2 separate regions of the Pan troglodytes genome follow, and region 2 is linked to region 1. The links are chromatin contacts, called in public HiChIP or PLAC-seq maps. All regions are on one chromosome and are shown on one strand. The core of a region is the stretch at or near the end of the contact, and the rest is flanking DNA. Distances in the headings are between cores, read along the strand shown. Region 1 holds the start of ACOT7 (acyl-CoA thioesterase 7). Region 2 holds the start of GPR153 (G protein-coupled receptor 153).

Region 1 (3,565 bases), core at 722-3,221:
AGAGAACTGCAGAGTAACCTTCAGGCTGCCCTCCCCACCTCCTATGGGAAATGAGCTTGTTCATGATCTCCAGCCTCCAGCTTCCTCTGGGGGCCTGCATCTATCTACTCAGTACCTGGTGGAAGAAGAGGGGGTGCTCTAGAAGGACAACCCTTTGCCTCTATTGTGTAAGATGCTTTCAGGCCCAACAGACCACTGATTCCCTTTTCTTGATAGTAAACTGTTAGAAGTAGACAGTATTATCTGTTTTTCCTTTCAACACCTGCCCTCCCCCAAACCGAAGCAGTGCACTGAAGACGGTAGCTCTGCAACCTCCTCCCACAGGGGCACCCACCGAGGGGCTCGCGAGGCTCTGGGCACCTCCCCTCCACCTCTGGGGGCTTTGGTTAGCGCAGCACAACCGCCGAGGTAATGATCCCGAATCCTCGAGGAGGCTAAGCAGGACCACGGGGCTGAGGCTCCGGGATGCTCGGGCGAGGCCCGAGGCGGGGCGGCCCACGGGCGCCGGGCGCCGGGCTCTGGAGCTGTGCATTGACCTCCGCCCGCCCCGTCCCTGCCTGGCTTTCTCGCCCAAACGGCCCGTGGCGCGGCCGCCGCCCTGGAGATGCGGCCAGGAGGAGCCGGCGGGAGGCGGGCGGGGCCGCCCGGCTTGTGCGGCATCGCGAGTCGCATCCCGGCCGCAGGCGGGCGGGCGTCCGGGGCGGCGGCGCGGAAGGCCGTGCGGGGAATCGGCGGGCGGGGGCGGCCTCGGCGGGTGGGGACCACAGAGCCAAGCGGGGCAGGCCGGGGGCGGTGACCGGCGCGCCTGGCCGCTGCAGGCTGCGCGCGGGCCCTCTCTTACCGGCAGATCTGGATAGCGGACGGCGTCTCGACGTCTGGGCCCGACATGCTGGGGGCTGCGGCGGCGGATGCGGCGGGCGGCTGCAGAAGGGCGCAGGTGTCTGGCAGGCCCGGCGCTGAATGAATGAGCCCGGGCCGCGCCATAAAGGGGGAGGGCAGAGGTGGAGCGATGGGGCTGGTGAGGCGGGGCCTGTGCGCCGGGGGCGAATCGAACGCGGCCTCCCCGCGCCGACCCCGCCCCCGCGCCGGCCCCACCCCAAGCCCCGCCTCCCAGGCCGCCAAGGCTGCAGAGAGCTCGCGCGGGCGTACGATTCTGGCGGCGTGAGGGCCCAGGCAGCCGCCGCTTCCAGAAGGTTCGGTGGTGGTTGGGCCGCGCCGGTGCGGGGAGGGCCCGCGAGCCGCGGCAGCCGCGCCCGACCCGGTGGCAGCCCCGAGGGAAGCGTCTGGGGCGGCCTAAGTGGCGGAGCAGGGCGGACTTGGGCCCTCACTCTCCGCGTGGCGGTAAATATTTGTGCTGGGCGTTCCCGGCCGCCCGCGCCGCCGATTCGCTGCCGCGCCCAGTGCCTGGGCGGCCGGATGAGGTCAGAGCGGAAGGCGCGGCCCGGGCGCCTGGCAGTGGGGCCTGATTCCCACCCCCGCCCCCAACCCACCCCGGCACCAGTCGCCCGCATCGCGGCTCTGGCTAAGATCGGCCCTAAGAGAGAATGGAAGGCTGTTTCCTAGAAAGGAGCATTGGTGGCGGCTGCTGGGAAGACACGGGGAATGGAACGGGCCTTTGCTTCCGCAGCACAAAGCGTCACGAGGTGGGGAGGAGGAAAGGCCCGCGACTATCTACACCGCCGGCTGCAGCTTTTACTGGGAGCGCTGAGCGCCAGCCTGGAGGTGCACGTGTTGTAGTGAGGAGCCCTGAAACATGCGTGTTTTACTGCACAAGATGTGCCCTTGAATGGAGTCCAGGCCAGTCGGGGTCACCAAAAAAAATCCACCAAAAAACACCCAAGAAGGGAGAAGCGGTCACCCCCCACGTGCTGGAATGACAGCTTTTTACTTGCTAGGCAATTGGACCTTTTCCGAATTTTCTACAATGCACATAGATTTGTACTTACATCTTTAAATTAAAACCCACGCAACTCCGGCTCCCTAGTGCAATTTGAACAACCCATTTACACTCAGCTAGGTAGCTCTGAAGGAACTGTGCCTCACCCCGGTCACCCTTGAGTTACCAGACCGTGGAGGCAGCCCACAGCATGATCTGTAGCTCCCAGAAGCAGGGGCAGTCCAAGTCAGAACTCTGTGATTTCAAGACTTTTATACTAAGAATTTTGTTTTTCTGTTTTCTTTTTTTTTTTTTTTTTTTGAGACGGAGTCTCGCTCTGTTGCCCAGGCTGGAGTGCAGTGGTGCAATCTCAGCTCACTGCAAGCTCCGCCTCCCAGGTTCACGCCATTCTCCTGCCTCAGCCTCCCAAGTAGCTGGGACTACAGGCGCCTGCCACCACGCCCGGCTAATTTTTTGTATTTTTAGTAGAGACGGGGTTTCACTGTGTTAGCCAGGATGGTCTTGATCTCCTGACCTCGTGATCTGCCCGCCTCTGCCTCCCAAAGTGCTGGGATTACAGGCGTGAGCCACCACGCCCGGCCTTCTGTTTTCTTTTTTTGATATAGAGTCTCAGTCTGTCGCCCAGGCTGGAATGCAGTGGTGTGATAGCTCACTGTAACCTCTGCCATCCAGTTTCAAACGATTCTCCTGCCTCAACCACACTGAGTAGCTGGGACCATAGGCATGCACCACCAAGTTTGGCTTATTTTTGTATTTTTAGTACAGATGTGTCCAGAATTGGTGGGTTCTTGGTCTCACTGACTTCAAGAATGAAGCCGCGGACCCTCGTGGTGAGTGTTACAGCTCTTAAGGTGGCGCATCTGGAGTTTCTTCCTTCTGGTGGGTTCGTGGTCTCACTGGCTCAGGAGTGAAGCTGCAGACCTTCACGGTGAATGTTAACAGCTCATAAAGGCAGTGTGGACCCAAAGAGTGAAAGAACAACACTCCTACAGTGTGGAAGGGGACCAGAGTGGGTTGCCACTGCTGGCTCGGGCAGCCTGCTTTTATTCTCTCATCCAGCCCTACCCACATTCTGCTGATTGGTAGAGCAGAGTGGTCTGTTTTGACAGGGTGCTGATTGGTGCGTTTACAATCCCTGAGCTAGACACAAAGGTTCTCCATGTCCCCACCAGCGTAGTTAGATACAGAGTGTTGATTGGTGCATTCACAAACCCTGAGCTAGACACAGGGTGCTGATTGGTGTGTTTACAAACCTTGAGCTAGATACAGAGTGCCGATTGGTGTATTTACAATCCCTTAGCTAGACATAAAGGTTCTCCATGTCCCCACCAGACTCAGGAGCCCAGCTGGCTTCACCCAGTGGGTCCCGCACTGGGGCTGCAGGTGGAGCTGCCTGCTAGTCCCGCGCTGTGTGCCCACACTCCTCAGCCCTTGGGTGCCGTGGAGCAGGGGGCGGTGCTCGTTGGGGAGGCTCGGGCCGCACAGGAGCCCATGGAGTTGGGGGAGGCTCAGGCATGGCGGGCTGCGGGTCCCGAGCCCTGCCCCGCGGGAAGGCAGCTAAGGCCCTGCGAGAAATTGAGCACAGCAGCTGCTGACCCAGGTGCTAAGCCCCTCACTGCCCGGGGCCGGCGGGGACGGCCGCGGCTCCGGGTGCGAGGTCCGCCGAGC
Region 2 (3,632 bases), core at 808-3,307, 140 kb before region 1:
GATGGCTTGAGCCTGGGAGTTCGAGACCAGCCTGAGCAACATGGTGAAAACCCATCTGTACAACAAATAAAAAAATTGGCCAGGCGTAGCGGTGTGAGCCTATAGTCCCAGCTACTTGGAAGGCTGAGGTTTGAGGATCACCTGAGCCTGGGGAGGTCAAGGATACAGTGAGCCATGATTGTGCCACTGCACTCTAGCCTGAGCAACAGAGTGAGACCCTGTCTTAAAAAGAAAAAGGCTCTAGGTCTGTGGGCAGGGGCACGTGCATCCTCTTGCACACGGGCATGCTCCTCCAGTGAGTGCCCCCACAATTCATCCCCATTGTGAAGCTTGTCCAGCAGAAGCAGGGAGGGGTAAAGCTGTTTGCCCGGCCAGCACTTGCCTGAGCCAGGATCCAAACTCCACTTGCCTGACACCAAAGTCCTGGCCTCTCAAACCCTAAAATGTTGGGGAAAAGGGCATTTTTTTTTTTGTCCCTAGAGCTGAGGTCTTTCTGAGCCTCAGGTCTGTAGGGCAGGTCTCACTGTCCCCACACTGCAGATGGGAACACTTCAGGAAGAAGCTCAGGGCAACACGGAGAGAATAGTGTCAGGGCTGGGTTTGGGGCCAGGCACTCCTGGGCACTGTAGTCTTGGCATGGGAGAGGAACGTCCTGGGGGGCAGGGCGTGGACACCGGGTTCCAAGTGCAGAGTGACAGAGGACTGGTTGTGTGGGAACAAAGTGTCCCTCTGGCTCTGGGTCAGTGACCACAGACCCACGGATTGCACCCTTTCTGTCCATTCTTCGTAGAATGGAGCGGCCACTAGGGCCAGACCCCAGGCTGGGCTCCCCACAGTGCCGACGGGACCCAGTCTCCTGCTGGGAAGTGTCTCCTGCAGGGCACTTAAAGCCCTGTCTTCTGCTGGGAAGTTTCTCCTGCAGGGCACTTAAAGCATTCCGCAGCATCTCAGGACCGGGCTTCCCACTTCCCCGCCCACTGCAGGGCCAACTGCAGGTGCAACTAGCCTGGGACCCACCCGGGCCATGAGGCCTCCCTCCGCAAGACACGCGGGCGGGGCCGGGGCGTGACGTCACAGCTCCGGGCCAATGAGGCCGCGCGGCCCCGAGGCCCCATTGCGCAACAAAGAGAACCCAGAACTTGAAAGGATTCCCCGGGCTCTGGCTGCGCCCCGGCTTCCGCCCCCACGCCGGTCTTCGCCCGCGCTGCAGCCGATCTGTTCCACGGGGCCCGGCCTGGCCGTCGCCCAGGGAGGGACGCGCAGCGCGAGGCCTGGACATCTCCGGCACGCACCCCCCCAGCCCCCGCCCCTACAGTCCCAACCCCCTGGGGCTCCGATCCCCCGCCCCGCCCCGCAATCCCCGCTCCGACTCGCGTGCTCTCGCCTGCTGGTCCCCAGTGGGTGCCCCGAGTCCTGCCCCACCCCGAGGGCGCGTCCGAGCGACAGGCTGGGAAACCTGGCGGGACTGCGGCCCCCGGACCCCTCCGGGTTGCGCTGAGCAGGGGCGGGCTCGGGATCCCCAGGCCGCCCCGCCCCCGTCCCCTGAGAACCCTAGGGGGCGGCGTTGCTAGGCCCCGATGCAGGGGGACGGAGGGAGGGGCTGACCCCGGGGAAGTTACCCCGAAGGTCCCCAAGTTGGGGGGGTGCCAGCGCTAAGCGCCGCTCCTGGGCCCTCGGACGGACCCCGCGACCGATAGGGCGCGGAAAGCCCCCTCCCTTCCCGCCGAGTCCTCCCGCCGGGGTCCTCCCGTCCGTCCGCCCCCGGGCCAGGGCGGCGACGCTCACCCTGCATTCGAGCGCCCGGGGCTCCGGCTCGCTGCTCCCGCCTCCGGCTCCGGTTCCCGCGCCCCCGGGCCGAGCGCAGGCCGCCGAGGGCCGCGGGGGTGGCTGGCGGCGGAGCGGCCCGCGGGCCGGGGCATGCTGGCGGCGGCCACCGGCGGCCGGCGCGCTCCGCTAGGTGGGCTCGGCCCCGCCGCCCCTCCCTCCCCTAGGCGCCGCCGCCGCCGCCGCCGCGCTTCGCTCAGCTCCCGCCGCTCCGCTGCTGCGCCGGGCGGCCGGGGGCGGGGGGCGGAGCAGGGCGCATGTCTCCGCCGGGGCCTCGGCCCGCCCCGCCCCCGCCCGCTCAGAGGCGCGGCCGTCTGTCGGTCTGTCAGCCCGTCCGCCCGTCCGTCAGTCCGTCCGTACGCAGCCCACCCGTGCCCCCGCGTCCGCCCGCGGCCGGCCCGAGCCTCCCTGGGCTGGTGGCGCCTCCTGACAGCGCCGCGCCCCTGGCTCCCAGCTCGGCTCGGTGCACACTCCGGACGCCGCCTTCGGACGCCGGGGCAAGACCCAGGCCCGGAGCTCTGGGGGCCCGCGGGCCAGAGGAGCTGGGGCAGGAATGGACACTGAGAACCTGGGGCCAGGGCTGGGGCTCAGGGAGGCCTTCCTGGAGGAAGCCGCATCTAAGATGAACAATCGGGGCGGGGCGTGGAGAGGACAAGGGACGCATGGCCAGCGGCTTCTAGGAACCGGGAATCCAATCTGAAGCAGGGGCAGCGAAGGGCAAGGTTGGGCCAGTTACGGATTCACGCTGCTCCCTGGGCCTGGGGGGGTCCACTGAGGGAATAAAGTGCACGGGCCGCCGGGCTGCCGAGTGGTTCCCGCCACCCCCACAGGCTCAGAAATTGTTCTCTCTGAAACTCTGAGCACCACCGCCCAGCCGGGAGAGGCCAGGGTCTGCAGCCCAGCGCCTGAAGCCTTCTCCTCCTCCCCTCCTCCCATTCTTCCCGCCCCTCCGCCCCTCCCTCCCAAGCCCTCATGCCATCACCACTCCTCATAGAGCACAGGCTGTCACCCACAGACTGACAGCCTCAGCTGGCCCCATGCAGGCGGAAAGCCTCCTGCTTCTTGATGGGGGCCCTGGAGAGGACGCCTCCTGAGGATCGTGCCTGTCTTCTAGAAAGCACCTGACCACACACACAATGGGCACAAGGCCTCCGGGGCTGCCTGGCATAGTGTCCTTCCGTGCCTCTGGGACACATCCATGACTAGGCACCCCTGTGTCTGGAGGAAAGTAGGTACCAGGAGGAGACCCAAACCAATTGCAGCCAAAACGGATGCTTGGAGCTTGCCCAGTCCGGGCAGGGCTGCTCCACAGCCTGCACCTGCCTAAACTGTCCCCACACCCCAGGTCCCTGAACAGCTTTTAGGGGGCCCAGGATGGGTCTTAGGGTCCGTCCCATGAGACAAAAAGAGGAGTGTCTGTAGAGAAAGGCCCCGCAATAACGTGTGGGGCTGAGCAAGGGGGAACCTGGGGCCATGCACACCTATACTCCCTGTGGTTTCTCGGGCAGCCAGGGCCCTCAGTGTCCCCAGTGAGCCCTCTGTGGACAGGTTGGCTCCCCCTCCAGGTGGTCCTGGTTATAAATAGGCTACCAGCAGTGGGAGGCTGGCACAGGGCAGCTGTAATCAAGGGTGGTGTTTCTAAGTGTCTCGCCTGTGACTTGGTGAAACGGTAGAAATGCAACACTTAATTACATGGCCACCGAGAGCCATGCCGCTTAGAAACACCACAGTTAAGATTGCACACACGGCCATGGAGAGCCATGCCTCTGTCTGGGCCTGGCTCCCCTCTGCCAGCCCAGCTGACCCAC

What was found. HiChIP or PLAC-seq counts read pairs in DNA pulled down with a chosen protein or histone mark.
Region 2: an H3K4me3 HiChIP or PLAC-seq map of stem cell-derived excitatory neurons shows a contact between it and region 1, with 3 times the contacts expected there. The contact joins the promoter of GPR153 here to the promoter of ACOT7 in region 1. A contact is called at or near these places in 1 of 7 Hi-C or Micro-C datasets (stem cell-derived neural progenitor cells), 1 of 1 datasets of contacts at active chromatin or transcription factors (stem cell-derived excitatory neurons) and 1 of 1 other capture datasets (stem cell-derived neural stem cells).

The regions. Positions count from the first base shown.
Region 1 is chr1:225,605,151-225,608,715 of NHGRI_mPanTro3-v2.0_pri, reverse strand. ACOT7 (acyl-CoA thioesterase 7) reads right to left here and starts at 1,971. Exons shown (of 9, transcript XM_016953100.3): 1 at 842-1,971. The coding sequence starts at 984.
Region 2 is chr1:225,742,571-225,746,202 of NHGRI_mPanTro3-v2.0_pri, reverse strand. It overlaps GPR153 (G protein-coupled receptor 153), which reads right to left and starts at 2,057. Exons shown (of 6, transcript XM_525167.9): 1 at 1,786-2,057.